Regions from separate parts of the Mus musculus genome. Here all the other regions are linked to region 5. A link is a contact called in public HiChIP or PLAC-seq data. All regions are on one chromosome and are shown on one strand. The core of a region is the stretch at or near the end of the contact, and the rest is flanking DNA. Distances in the headings are between cores, read along the strand shown. Region 1 holds the start of Anxa3 (annexin A3). Region 2 has its middle 17 kb from the start of Bmp2k. Region 3 overlaps Gm46916 (a long non-coding RNA gene). Region 4 overlaps Bmp2k (BMP2 inducible kinase). Region 5 overlaps Mrpl1 (mitochondrial ribosomal protein L1).

Evidence for each region. HiChIP or PLAC-seq counts read pairs in DNA pulled down with a chosen protein or histone mark.
Region 1: an H3K4me3 HiChIP or PLAC-seq map of bone marrow-derived macrophages shows a contact between it and region 5, with 7 times the contacts expected there. The contact joins the promoter of Anxa3 here to the enhancer-like site in region 5. A contact is called at or near these places in 9 of 39 promoter capture datasets (the 3T3-L1 cell line, 3T3-L1-derived adipocytes, cranial neural crest and 6 more), 13 of 115 datasets of contacts at active chromatin or transcription factors (acute myeloid leukemia, bone marrow-derived macrophages, cardiomyocytes and 7 more) and 1 of 9 other capture datasets (embryonic stem cells).
Region 2: an H3K27ac HiChIP or PLAC-seq map of microglia shows a contact between it and region 5, with 5 times the contacts expected there. The contact joins two enhancer-like sites. A contact is called at or near these places in 1 of 39 promoter capture datasets (hippocampal neurons), 2 of 484 Hi-C or Micro-C datasets (both in B cells) and 1 of 115 datasets of contacts at active chromatin or transcription factors (microglia).
Region 3: a contact with region 5 is called in an H3K27ac HiChIP or PLAC-seq map of large pre-B cells, with 2.7 times the contacts expected there. The contact joins two enhancer-like sites. A contact is called at or near these places in 1 of 39 promoter capture datasets (maxillary cranial neural crest) and 2 of 115 datasets of contacts at active chromatin or transcription factors (large pre-B cells and trophoblast stem cells).
Region 4: an H3K27ac HiChIP or PLAC-seq map of microglia shows a contact between it and region 5, with 5 times the contacts expected there. The contact joins two enhancer-like sites. A contact is called at or near these places in 4 of 39 promoter capture datasets (the 3T3-L1 cell line, HPC-7-derived erythroid cells, hippocampal neurons and 1 more) and 1 of 115 datasets of contacts at active chromatin or transcription factors (microglia).

Annotation. Positions count from the first base shown.
Region 1 is chr5:96,792,131-96,794,830 of GRCm38.p6, forward strand. Anxa3 (annexin A3) reads left to right here and starts at 1,255. Exons shown (of 13, transcript NM_013470.2): 1 at 1,255-1,433.
Region 2 is chr5:96,978,942-96,981,641 of GRCm38.p6, forward strand. No RefSeq gene overlaps it. Among named protein-coding and RNA genes, the nearest start is that of Bmp2k, 17 kb to the right of the region's middle. Within about 2 kb of position 1,275, at least 118 of the 459 cell types and tissues checked have an H3K27ac peak or open chromatin away from gene starts, as enhancers often do. A contact at or near this core is called in B cells and microglia, where this site is marked.
Region 3 is chr5:96,935,137-96,937,836 of GRCm38.p6, forward strand. Gm46916 (a long non-coding RNA gene) reads right to left here. Exons shown (of 2, transcript XR_003955943.1): 2 at 1-1,906. Among named protein-coding and RNA genes, the nearest start is that of Gm46916, 4.9 kb to the right of the region's middle. Within about 2 kb of position 1,310, at least 10 of the 459 cell types and tissues checked have an H3K27ac peak or open chromatin away from gene starts, as enhancers often do.
Region 4 is chr5:97,023,662-97,026,361 of GRCm38.p6, forward strand. All of the region lies in intron 1 of Bmp2k (BMP2 inducible kinase), which reads left to right. Among named protein-coding and RNA genes, the nearest start is that of Bmp2k, 27 kb to the left of the region's middle. Within about 2 kb of position 1,385, at least 40 of the 459 cell types and tissues checked have an H3K27ac peak or open chromatin away from gene starts, as enhancers often do. A contact at or near this core is called in microglia, where this site is marked.
Region 5 is chr5:96,221,025-96,223,724 of GRCm38.p6, forward strand. The region is part of intron 2 of Mrpl1 (mitochondrial ribosomal protein L1); the gene reads left to right. Among named protein-coding and RNA genes, the nearest start is that of Mrpl1, 12 kb to the left of the region's middle. Within about 2 kb of position 1,342, at least 206 of the 459 cell types and tissues checked have an H3K27ac peak or open chromatin away from gene starts, as enhancers often do. A contact at or near this core is called in 3T3-L1-derived adipocytes, B cells, acute myeloid leukemia and 5 more, where this site is marked.

The DNA.
Region 1 (2,700 bases), core at 5-2,504, 570 kb after region 5:
GAACTTACCATTGGTTAAGCTGGTTTGCCAGCCAGCTCCAAAACACAGATTAATACCAAATTTTACATGGGTCCTGAGGATTCAAACTTAGGACCTCGTTTTTTACAAACTTTTTACCCTCTGAGATATTCCCCTAGCCCCTCTGTTCCACAGGCTTTAATAAAAACTTCTGTGTCCTAGAAACAACCTGAAGAATGTAAAAGTAAACAGATGACATAGTCCACTAACTTCAATGTCTGATAATTAGTGGCTTTTCCACCTATCTTCTTTCACAGACACTACCCGATATTAAGTGGATGTCTTTAGGTTTCTATTGCTGGGGTAAAACATCGTGGCGAAAAGAAACTTGAGGAGGAAGGAACGAGTTTGTTTCAGTTTATGCGTCCGCAGCACACCCTGCCATTGAAAGAAGTCAGGGCAGGAACCTAGAGGGACCCTGGAACCGGAAGCAGGAGCTTGCGCAAAGGCCAAGGGAAGAATGCTGTCTATTTTGCTCTCTAGGACTTGATCAGTCCTTAAAGGCATACAAGGACCAGCAGCCCAGGGATAGCACCGCCCACAATGGTCTGGGTCCTCCCACCTCAAACGCTAATTAAGGAAACAGAGTCCTAAAGGCTTGCCTAAACCTCATTTTATGGGAGTCACTTTCTCAATTAAGGGTTCTAGTTTGTGGGGAGCTGACACAAAACTGGCCATTTTAGTGGGAATTTAATGTTTATCCTCCGTGACTTACCTGTGGTTCTGAGGGCTCAAAACACAAACACTGGTGCTTCTCTGAGCTCTAATCCTCCCTTTAGAGTCAAAAGGCCAAGCAGAGACACTCCTCAGACTCATAAACTCAAAATCTAGCTCTGCCGTTCTTTCTGTATGATTTGACCTCCCTTGCCTCTGTGACTCCTTGTAAAATGAGTACAATCGCATCTGTCTTGTAGTTTGGTTATCATGCGGGGTTTAGACCAGTGCCTGACTCGAAGGACCCTCTAGGTAAGTAAGCCATACTTAGTATAGGTACCTGTGAGGACTGTCAACTCTGAATCCATGCTGTCTAGAAAATGAGCCAAGCCCTAAAAGGAGGGGGTGGGAGTGGGGGTGGGCGGGGGATGGGCGGGGGGTGAGAAAAGTGAAAAGAAAGAAGACAGAGGAAAGGGTTTGGGTTTGGAGGAAGCTGGAGGAGGATGTGAGGGAGACAGGGGAAGGGGAGGGCTTGCGAGGGGGGCGTGGTGGGTAGGTCACGACTGGAGCAGAGAGGATCCTGGATCCAAGAGCCACTTGCAAGCCGGTCCTGGGCAGTCCGTGAGTAGAAACAGGAGGAGGGGCTGAGGAAGGGTGCGGTCTGGGTTGCCACCCAGGCTAGCCGGGAGCTACGGCCGGCCGAGGCTGATCTTTCACCTTCGCTGAGCTTCTGCCTGGGCTTCGCCTCCGCGGCCCCAAGGGTAAGTTTCCCATGCCCGCCCCTCTACAACCACGGAACATCAGGTTCCCGCGGAGTCCCAGGTCGTGAGCGCAGCTTGCTCCTGGGGCTGTTCCCTCCCCTCCCTTCCCCCAAGCCCTCTTCCCTTCTATGGAAATAGAAGAGACTTGACCTGGGGGGCACAAGGGCCGAGCTGAGTAAGTTATCAAACTTAGGGTCTTGCAGCCCAAGCTCACATCCAGGGGACTGCTCATTCCTAAATGTCTCGGAAACATTTAAAAGAAGAAGGGTTAGAGGAAGGTCTCCTGCCCCTGCTCAGAGTTCTGTGCTGAGAACTTTTTTCCTAAGGCTCCCATGAGAGATCTTTCTCCCCTCCAAGTGTCTTTTAGCTTTACTTTGTATAGGTAGGAGAAAGATGTATTGGACTTTGAGAGTTGGGGAACTTCGGTTTTCTCTTTTAAAAGACACCGTTTTCTTTGATTGCAACAGAATTCTATTCACTAGACATGAATCACCTCCCCTGCTTCTTGAGTCAGCAGGTGAGGTATCGAGGTAGAGGTATGTGGTTTGTGATTGCAAATAGCCATATATAGAAGTTCTGGGTCCTGTGCCAATAGAAAGTTGAGCAGCCGGGGCAAAATTCTTCCCCAGGAGGTGCGTTAAAGAGAAGAGGTTCCTGCCCCCGAGAGAACTTCAGTTTCTACTCCTCACCAACATCATAAAAAGCAGACTAAAAGGTTATTCTATGAAGAATCATTACTGGTTTTCCTGAAGGTGGAAGTTTCAAACTGCCTAGAAAGGTACTTTTAAACTCAAACGAAGATCAGACCACTGTCCGCAGATCTGTTGGTGTTGAGAAATCGGTAGAAATGCCAGCAGGAGGAAGTACAAGAAAATGTAGCTGCTGTAATCCCCTTCAGGAAGGATGTGTTTAAAGCTCTATTGTTAGATCACTTGGCTTGCACTATGGAGTAATTCTCTACTTTTTACAAGCTTAAAGGATGGCTTGATAATACTTCTTAGAAATTTCCACATTATATTGGATCAACAAATGTCAAGCATCAGTTTGGGTCCGGGGCCACAGGGCTTGGGGATTAACGGTTCATTCCTTTGCAATCTAGATGCCTGGGTTCAGTCGGGTCGACCCAATAGCTGTATGGTGGGGATTTCACTATTGCTTCCTGTGCCTCCAGCATCTTCCTGTGCTGTTAATGATGTCTCTCTCACTAACTAGGTTATTCTGAGGCTTATGTTTAAATCATTGAATACAGTTTTTTTTTTTTCATATA
Region 2 (2,700 bases), core at 25-2,524, 760 kb after region 5:
CTTTTACTCCTATTGGAATATATATATATATGTCAAATAGTGGAAATTTATGGGCAAATCATGCTTTCAATACATATACAAACTCCTTCAGAGTGTAGACACTGCACTATAGATGTAAGCAATATTTGTTTATTTACTCCCTTGTCTCCATCTGGTACTTTCATGTGTGTAATTCTACAATATTCTATTTCCTCAGTTCAGAGCCAAGAAGTTCTCTATAAACATCCGACTTAAGATCTCATGAGATCTACTAACAAACTCATGGGAAATGCTATTTAGTATAAAAAAAAAATAAAGAACAGGTTTTGGTGATAACTAATTTTTTGATGAAAAGTATTTCCTAACATTGCTTGGTGTGAGGTGATATTTCTCAACCAGGGTTCTGTAAGATCAATCTTCAGGGTATTGGTAGTAGAACTGAATAGCTTTCTGCAAACACTCACCGGGAGAAGAGATTTGACCCGTGTGCTCCCCACAGGATGCAATGAGTGTTGAGAGTGAGAGTAAACTGTGAAGGAGCCGAGACTGTTGCCATTTCTGACTAGGCGACCTCAGCCTTGTGCCACTGTCCCCTGCTATGCGCTGAGGCTGGCTAGAACAACATCGGGCAGGCCCTGTGTCCGGGTTGTCTTCACTGGAAAGTATCATGGGCCATGGCTTCATTATGTGGTCAGCTCAATACCTTAGAGAAGCCCAAGCTAATGACAGAGCCCAGCCTTGCAATTTGTGTTTTTATTGGAATCCAGGAGCCTCAGTTTTCTTGGAAGAGTGACTGGAGTTGTTATATATATATTTTTACAGAAGACAGAATATATCAAGCATCCATAAAAGGGAGCTTAGGCGGGGGAGGGGCTAAATTTGTTTAACAGGCTTGGCACCATCCCTAAGCCCACGGAGGAACTTGGCTTCGTTCTGCTGTGTGGATTAGCCACAGTTTCAAAATCTGTAATTTTCTGTTATCTACCCAGACAGTCTTTTATTTATGTGGATAGACTGAAAATTGACGGTAACTATGAAACCTAACAATCTTGAGACAGACTTGCCAAGCGGCACCCTTTAGATCGGACGTGAATTGAGACGTTTCTCTCACTTAGATGACTCGTTTGCTCATGGCTAAAGAATGTGCCATCCATCACAATCCCCCACACTTTAAAACAACAACAACAACAAAAAAAAAACCAACCTCTTAAAAACAAGCCGAGTGAAACAGGACAGACACGCAACAAAAGAGAAGTGAGAGGTGATTTGGGGAAGTACAATGAAGTTCAGTGAATGACTTCTGGCAGATTTCTGTGGAAGCTACTGAAAGGGGAACTCCAAGACATGCCTTGCATTTGTAGTGATCTGGACCCGAGTTTGCATATTTTGCCATTTCAGAGTGCATTCTGACTAAAACAGCAAAAAATACCTCGTATGCGAGGTCAGTGAAGCTAGCCAGCAGAAGGGTAGGCGCATCCTGTTACAGTGCGCATAATAACAGTGGAGCTGTGATTCACCAGGTGTGACCCCCACAGGCAGGCACTGTATGGGAGCGTTTCACACGGATTAACTCATTTGTCTTCCTAACAAGCCTGTGAGGTGCATGCTATTCTTGGCTCAATTTTCAGGGAACTGAAGCTTGGCAAGGTCGGCGAGTTTCCAAAGCCGATTCAGCCTTAGGTTTGAGCCCCCAGCCCTGAACTCAGTACTACTGTACTAAAGTGGACTACACATTTTCTTGCCCACCTGAAACATCTGACGTGGAAGTCATTCTTGGGTTAGTACATTGTCCCCAAAGCCAACTTCTGGGGCAAGGTGGGCTTCTTCTATGGTAACTCTTCCAAGAATCTGTCTCAAGTTCCTTTGTCCCTATGGGGTCTGACAAGTTACAGATGTAACTGTGAAGGAAGTACTCCTTACTTGTACAATAGGCTTAATCAGGATACCTGCAGAAACATAATCAACAAAGTCTTCATTAACAATAGTACTTAATGTTGCCTGCGGATGGTATTCAAGGCTGGGGAAGTTGCAGTCTATCTGTTGAAGATCTTCATAACCTAAACCAAGCCGTACTTGTTGCAAAGCAGGTGGATGGATGTTCAAGATACTGAGACGTGCACTTGCCACCAATTTGCTTCCCCACAGAGTCACAAGATGGCCTGAAACTCCCACTGCTAATATCATTTATTTAGATAACACCACTCCCCCCCCCCCCCACACACACAGTGTGGATATAAACATGGCTTTGAAAAGATGAATACGCCAAGCTAGTCACTATAAAGTCTTGTGAGCTTCAATGATCAGAAAGACAGCTGGGCTCTGACGAAGGAAGAGAAATATAGGGTAAATTCTGGTACAAAATGAACATGGAAAATTCACTGATTTAGGTTTGCAAGGGACGGTTCGAGATGAAGTACTGAATTTATCATAAAGCATGAACAATAAGGGCAATGTAGTAGTTAACATGTAAATTTCCAGAGGAGTCCCCGAGGAGTGTTCATATCTTCCTCCGTGGATGGTCTCCTGTCATTTCTCCTATTAAATGATTCTTGTGGCTACTGCATTCTTTTTTTTTTTTTAATTTAATAGCTCTGTGTGGCAAAATCAATAGCAACTTTTTTGTTGTTGTTAATCTTTTGTGTGCTGAGTGCTTTATATAATCAATATCGTATTTAATCTACTCAGTAACTCTTTTGGGAATGTGCTGTGACCATGCATATC
Region 3 (2,700 bases), core at 60-2,559, 710 kb after region 5:
AATAAGCTCTGCCTTTAGGGATGACTGGATATTGTTGTTGTTGTTGTTGTTGCTATATTATCATTATCATTATCATTATTATTATTATTATTATTCAGTTCTGGGGATGGAACCCAGGGCTTGTGCATACTATGAAAAGTGTTTACAACTGAACTATACCTCCAACATCTATATATCTTCTCTTTAATAATTTTGTACATCTATTTATTAATCAGTAGAGCAAGTGAGTGCTATGGCACATGAATGGAGGTTGGAGACCAGCTTTTGAGAGTTGGTGATCTTCTTCCATCACATGGAAGCCAAGGGTCAAACTCAAGTCATTGGGCTTAGGGACAAGTGTCCTTACCCACTGAGCCATCTCATTGGCCTGTGTATACTGGATTTTGAAGGATGAATCAGAATAATAAGGGGAACATATGAGGAAAGGGAGCAGAAGACGGTGTTTTAGATGAAGGAAACTGTATGTGCAAAGATGGGTTAGGCATACAGTAACTCAATAAATGCAAAAAACATAAGGATTTCTGTGTCTATAGAATCTGACACTACAAATAACAAGTTGGCTTGCACCAGTAGATGCAAAGAAGACAGCGTAAAGTTTCAGACAAAATAATAACAAAGCAATATTTATAATTTGGGAAAATGACAGTGAGGTGGTGTGGAGAATAATTTGAAGAGGAGAGGGAGACAAATGCCAATGGTCCTGGTGAGATATAATGATAATACATGTCAATAAAAATTAAGAGATTAAAACAAATATCTAGGGGATGGCATCAAAGAAATCGCTAATGAAAAGAATGTGAAGGGTAGGATGAAGCCCCAGTCAGCAGAATGGTTACTCAAGCAAGCAATAAACAGGAAGCATGGAAAGAATGGGTGTGATGCAAATTTAAAAATACACCTAGAAGCTGGGCAGTGGTGGCGCATGCCTTTAATCCCAGCACTTGGGAGGCAGAGGCTGGCAGATTTCTGAGTTCGAGGCCAGGCTGATCTACAGAGTGAGTTCCAGGACAGCCAGGGCTACACAGAGAAACCTTGTCTTGAAAAAAAAAAAATACACTTAAGAGCTAGTGAGGCAGCTCATCAGATAGAGCGTTTGTTGCATGAGTCCAGTGGCCCAAGTGTGATCCCTGGAATCCAGGTAAAGGAGAAACGAGGGAACCTGTCCCACAGTTCCACAAAGTTGTCCTCTAACCTCCATCCATGTGTGCACACACACTCCCTCCATCTCTCTCTCTCTTTCTTTGTCTCTGTCTCTCACACACACACACTTAGAAACACTAATGTACACTTCCTCTTTCTGTCTCTTTCTCTCTCTCTCATACACACACACACTTAGAAAAACTAATGCATACTTCCTCTCTCTGTCTCTCTGTCTCTGTCTATCCCCCCCCCCCACACACACACGTAGAAACACTAATGCACACTCCCTCTATCTCTCTCTCTCCCTCTCTCCGTCTCTCTCTGTCTCTCTCTCACATACACACACACATTATAAAAACACTAATGATAAGAACAATAATAATTTTAAAAATAAGCCCATTTCAGCAAGCATGTGATACAGTGGTTGTGAATTAGGTAGTGGAGCTATAGGACGTGAGTTAGATATGAGTCGGGACTGACTATATGAATCTATGTCATTGATTATCTTGTTGCTAATGACAACCATGGAATGAGCAATCCCAATAGGAAAAGAACATGTTGGAGAAATGTCCTATGTATTGTCTGAAACTTCATCTTTGTCACTAATAATTATTGGAGAGTGTGTTCTCATTGTTCCTGGGGAATATCTATCAAGATGTGGTAGAGCAGGAAGCAAGGGCCTGGCCTTTAATGCCAGCCAGCTCCAGGAAGCCTTTGAAGAGTGTTAGAGAAGTCATTTAGCAGTGTCCTTCCTCGGTCTCTCTACCTGCAAAATGAGAAGATTGGATTTGGTGAGTTTCTCCTCTGTAATTTTGTAACCAAGCCTCTAAATCTCATGATCTCCACATCTCCCCTGTGGGCTGCCAGGAAAACATGAAATAACTGGAAAATGGGCATCAAGAGAGACTTGGGCTGGAAAGAGCCACAGACCTTGTAATTTCCACCATGAATAATGGAAATCTGACTTTCAAAAAATATTCCTGCTGCAATTTGGGGGCAGTTTTGAAGGCTGTTCTGAAAATGTGAAGCTTTTTTTAATAAAGAAAATGATACTTGATCTTGAGTATTTGGGTTTAGATCGAAAAACCTCTTGACTATGCATTGGGGGAGGGGTGTTACTATGTAAGATTTTCCTATTTAAAAGCTGCCCACTTACCGCTTCATGCAATAAGCTCTATATAGCAGTCTGAATATATTTGTCCTTTCTGGCCAGTACAACTGCCTACAAGTAATACAGGGATAGGAGGCTTTCACTGTAATTGTATTCTGTTAAATTGTATGGTCTTAGAATAGCCAGTAGTCTAGATGACTATGCAGAAAGGTCTTGCTGATAGACAGACCTCTAGATGCTGAACTAGGTGTACAGAGAGCTGTTTCCTCTGCATCTCCTCAGGCTATGAGGTCTAATGGGCTGTGAGAACCAAAGACCATAGTTCAACTGGCAAGCAAAGCATCCATGGAAGATGCATACTACATATGATAAAGTCCAGGAGGAACACAGTTCTGTGCGTTGTTTTAAGGTTTTGATTGAGACACAATCCAGCAATGTCCTTATACTTA
Region 4 (2,700 bases), core at 135-2,634, 800 kb after region 5:
ATAATTTGCTGTTTGATATGAGGGGAGTACTCTGGGGCTTATCCCAACTATGGGTGGATCCTGTTAGAATTGAAAGGAATTGCTTAGACCAAATATTGCTGAAACAAACAACCAGGAGAAAAGAATTGTTTTTACATTGAGGAGAACTTCTACTGATTGAAAGGAAAGGAAAAGTCTTAGGGAGAGAGAGAGATCCCAAGGACATGCAGTTGATCCATGGCAGAGGCCCACAAACTCAGGTAAAGATGCTTAAAGTGAGGGCTGGTGGCTCTCAGAGACAAATAGCAAACTGAGAGGCATTTCCTGTCAAATTCACAACACTTTCAGTGCTGTGGAGGTCTCCTGAGGGTGAAAGAAACCTGGCTGAGTTGCTTGCAACTAGAAGTTTCTTTGACATTTTAGCTAGTTGTTGAAAGCATTGAATTTGAATTTGAAGTCTGTTTTCCCTTTACTGACTTAGCTTGGGGAGCTTTTCTGTAGAAACAAAAGTTCCAGCCCTTAGGAATGTTGTGTTTCACTTCCCAGTACCAAGAAACAAACAAAACCAAAACCAGTTAGAACTGAGCTATCCCAGAAAGAAGTACAGCAACAGGAGGGCATTTAATGCAACATCATCAGAAATAACAACAAACAACCACACTCCCCAAGACACAGGTCACCTGAATGGCTTTTGTTATGTGATGGATTATATGTGCATATATGGTATAGTAATAGAATAGCTACTCGTTAAATCCTGCAGGGTGGCTCGATAGGTGCCAGCGTGCTTTTGCGGCTGCTGTGGTATCATTCTGTTAATGGTGGTTGTGGAAGAAGGCTGACCCTAAGACACATATGGTTGAGGGCTTTTCAGTATGATGGGACCCTTTGCCTAGTTCTGCTTGAACCATAGCCTTATGGTGCTGGATACTCAGTGGTCACCAAAGGTCGTCCTGAGATAGTGGCTCCATGTTGTATTATGCCAATGAAAATTTAAAAATGCCAACTCTGGTGAGAATATGCAAAGTGGAAGCAAGCTTTGTTTATAGAACACCGAGAGATTGAGACATAGTGAGAAGCTAAAGAAAAGAGAGAGACTCCTGAGAGATTGAGGAGTTTCCAAGAGAGGAAAAGGCTACTGAACTGCTCTGTTTAAGGTTTTTGTGGGAAAACTGGACAAGAGTGGAGGCAAGCTCTGTTGGGATTAGTTAACTCTCTGGGCTAACAGGGACTGAACCAAGAGAAGGCTGCATGCTCTGTGCTCTGTGTGTCCCTTTACTTAGCCCAGTCAGGGAGATGGCTGTGCATGTGCCTTGTTTCTGTGTCCTCTGCCCAATTCGGGGTGGCTGAAGCTGCCTCTGTCCTTCTCTGACTCAAGCTTTGTTGCTCCTGACCTTGACTTTGTGCTGTGAGTCACTTGGGCAACATTTGGATTTCCAGCCTTGTATCTCAAGGTTGTGCCTTAGACTGTCTCGTTGCTCTCACGCTCATGTGACTAGGCATGTTGCTCCTCGATGGTGCAGTGTCGCCTCTCTCCCAGCCACCACCATGTAGTTCTCTTGGTTACCCCATATTTAGCTTCCTGTCTAGAGGTGGTCTAACGTGGTCTCTTAGGTGGAAGCTTCTTGTTAGAAGTGGTCTTAGAACTTAGAAGAGAAGGACACTATCTTAGCTAGGGTTAGTGTGGTGATGAAACACCATGATCAAAAGCAACTTGGGTAGGAAAGTATTTAAGTTAGGTTTTCACATCATAGTCCATCATTGAAGGAAGGCAGGACAGGAACTCAAAACAGAGCAGGAACCTTGGAGGCAGGAGCTGAAGCAGAGGCCATGGAGCGGGGCTGCTTACTGGCTTGCTCCTCATGATTTGTACAGCTTGCTTTCTTATAGAATCCAGGACCACCAGCCCAAGTATGGCACCACCCACAACTGGGCTGGGCTCTCCCCTATCGATCACTAGTTAAGAAAATGTCTACAAGCTTACCCGAAGCCTGATCTTATGGAGTCATTGTCTCAATTGAGGCGTCCTCTTCTGTGATGACTGTAGCTGTGTCAACTTGACATAAAGCTGCCAGCACAGACACTTGCACCTTATGTGCCTCTAGGGCTTTGTGGTGGCCATCTGTCCAGCTGCCAGTGGCCCAGAGCCCTGGCCACTTCTCACCTGTCCAACTTGATTACGTCATACTCAATTCCAAGCCTCTGATTCGTCACCTCAGTGTGTCAGATGCTGCTGTTGCAACTCTGTCTTCTCTTTAACCAGCCTCTGTTTTCACTGTAGCAGTGTGAGCAGCTTACAGTGTTCGCCATGGTCCTTTCTACTACCAATGAAGAGCTAGCTCATACATGCATGGGAACACTCGTTAGAACAAGCAAACAAACGAAACTCATGTGTTTGTGTAATAGCTTGTAAAACCTAGGTAGAATTATCTACCAAAGCCTATCATCATTTAATTTTATGATCTTGTGTGTGCGAATAGTGGGGAGAGGGGAGGGAACACCTCAGTTCAGTGTTACATAAATTGTTTCATACAAGAACCCTGAGAGAGCGAGGTTTTTCTCTAGAGTGTAGATCTAAGAAGGGAAGTGACTCTGGGTTAATAAAGTCAGCAGTCGCTTTCACTGACACATGTACTTAGGCCAGTGTACCCTTATTCTCCTGTCAGGTCTGTATCCCTTGCAGATTCTCTTGTGCATTTTGAAAACATCTAGAGTGTCTCATAT
Region 5 (2,700 bases), core at 92-2,591:
TTCCTAGTCACTCCCCATGTCTGAGGCACGGCTCACCTGCCTTTACCTCTGTGCTCATCCTCCATCTTAGAGCAGTGGCAGGTTGCCCCTTCACACTTGAACTTTGTCAGTGTCTCAGCTCCGTCTGGTTCAGGTGGGAAACAGGAAGTTTTCCCTCTTAAGAGCCTGTGTGATTAGACTCACATGATAGTCTAGGATAATCTCTCCATGTCAAGAGCTTTAACCTTAGTCACATGAATCTCTTTTGTCACATATCGTGACAAGATTGTCTTTTGGGGGTGTATTAGTTTTCTCATATCAGTTATAACATACCTTACAAATGGCAGCCTAAGGTGGGGGCCGTAGATTTCTTCTGGCTCATGGTTTGTGGGTACAGTTGAGCCTGTCAGGAAAGGTATGGTGGCAGGAGCAGCCTTTGACAGTGGTAGGAGGAGCTTGTGGTTGCTTGCTCACATCTGGATTGATAAAAAAAAGCAGCCAGAGAGAGCAAGGAGGAGGGCTGAACTATAACCTGAAGACCTGTCCTGTGAAGATCATTTAATTCAGCTGTGGTCCATCTCCTAAAGCTTCCCCAGTGTCCTCAAACAGGGCCACCAGCTGGGGACCAAGTAGTCAAACCCTGTAGGGGACATTTAACCTACAAGCTACATTTGTGGACATTGTTCTGCATACCACAGAATCCAAATATCTTTCTAAATAGTGTTTTACTAATTTCAATCACTTTGGTGATTTGAATAAATGTTGAACTTATCTCAGCCCTCGCTTGTTTTCTTAGCTTTAAACTGTTATCTGCATTTCCCCTTTGGACATTATTTCTTTGGTATTTTGTAAGCACTCACTAGCTTTTGTATGCAACAGACTGCACCACAATTACTCATCACTGCATGCACATATGTGGTTTCTGACCCAGGCTGGGAATGTGGTGGCCCGGACTTGCTGTGCTGCCAAGTTTGCAGGTCATTTGAGCATTATCTCATTTAGCCTGGGACTCTGTGGGGCTAGCTCTGGTCCATGTGCCCCTCATGCTCTTAGCTCGGACTTGTGCTTATGAAAAATGACAGTAATAAAAACATTAATGTAGAAACATATGAAGCCTCCTCTGGCTTAAACTTAGAGCAGGGAAATTGTCACTTCCTTATTCTGTCAGCCAAAACTAGTCACATTGCCAAATGAGTGGACTGGGGCATGCAATCTGTTCCCTGGGGACCTGAGTAGAGAGGGAGGAAATACAGAGCACTTAACCTGCTGGGCATGAGCTCATCCTTTTGACTACTGGCTTCTCCAGAGAACCGGCTCAAAAGTGAGCCTTCTGGTTCTAGTTAATGATAGACTATTCCTCCCACACCTGGTTCCCCAAGCCTGCACCACAGGAGGCGGTGCAGATGGTTCTTTCTATTGCCTATCTTTTGTATTTACCTTGTAAATGTTTTCCTAGCCTGTCATCCTTTCAGCCTTATCACTATTTGTTCAGCGTTGGCTGCCCTCCTTAGGAAGAGACAGAGGGCATATGCTTTTGCTTCTCACCTCATTTCCTTCAGATCTGTCTTGTCTCCTGGAATATTCTACTGCTTGAAATTTAGATACCATCCTTGTTCAACAATTAGAGCTATTCTGCTCCTGCGTGTTTACACAAAGGGATTTTAAGTAGACATTCTAGAGATCTGTGCACATCTCTCTCTGGGTCTTGGTGTATTAATTCACTGTGGTTAAGATACTACATCAGCCTACTTGTCTATGAATGGATGAATAGATAAAACAAATGTAACACATACACACAATGGAATTGTTTTCAGCCATTAAAAAGAAAGAAAGAAAGAAAGAAAGAAAGAAAGAAAGAAAGAAAGAAAGAAAGAAAGAAAGAAAGAAATCATGACACCTGCAGGGAGATGGAGCACTGGAGATCGTTGTGTTAAAGAAAGGGCAGTGGGATACATATGATGGGAAAGCAGAAGATTGATGGCTTCTGGGGGTGGGGTGGGCTTAGTGGGGAACAGTAGAGAGGCAAAGAGGAGTAACAGTGTAGGAAGGTGATGACTAAATAGAAAGCATAGTGACATCTGTATGACAATGATATTGAAACTCAAAACTGGATAGAAACATCCCGTCATACTGAAATGCCATATTTTATGTTTTCACTCATTAGCAGATGAGTCTGAGTTATTTCTACCTTTGGGCTGTTATGAATAGTGCGGCTATGGACATTTTTTATTTTTTTCTATTTTTTGAGACAGGGTTTCTCTGTGTAGCCCTAGCAGTCCTGGAACTTGCTATGTTGACCAGGCTGTTCTTGAACTCACAGAGATCAGCTTGCCTCTGCCTCCCGAGTGCTGGATCTAAACACGAGTACTGTCGTGCCCAGCATGTATGAAGTTCTCCTGGGTGTATATCAAGACTGACTTTCTTTCTTCTCTTTCAGTCTTGTCTCTCACAGCTCTTTCCTAACTCCTAGGCTGAGCTAAGGGTCTTTATAAGACCCTCATAAATGTCTATAATAACATAGCATGTTGAAACTTTCTATCTGTGTATTTCTCCTTTCTCCTTTGTAAGCTTCTGAAAACTTGCAATCATGTGTCACTCACCTTGTGCTGACCAGAAACAGCGCATATTCATTGGTATTTGCTGAGTTAGGGAAACAATAAACCAGTGTGTGCTTTTGAGTTTTTCTGTCTTATATAAATCAGCTTTTTAGAAAAGGTCTCC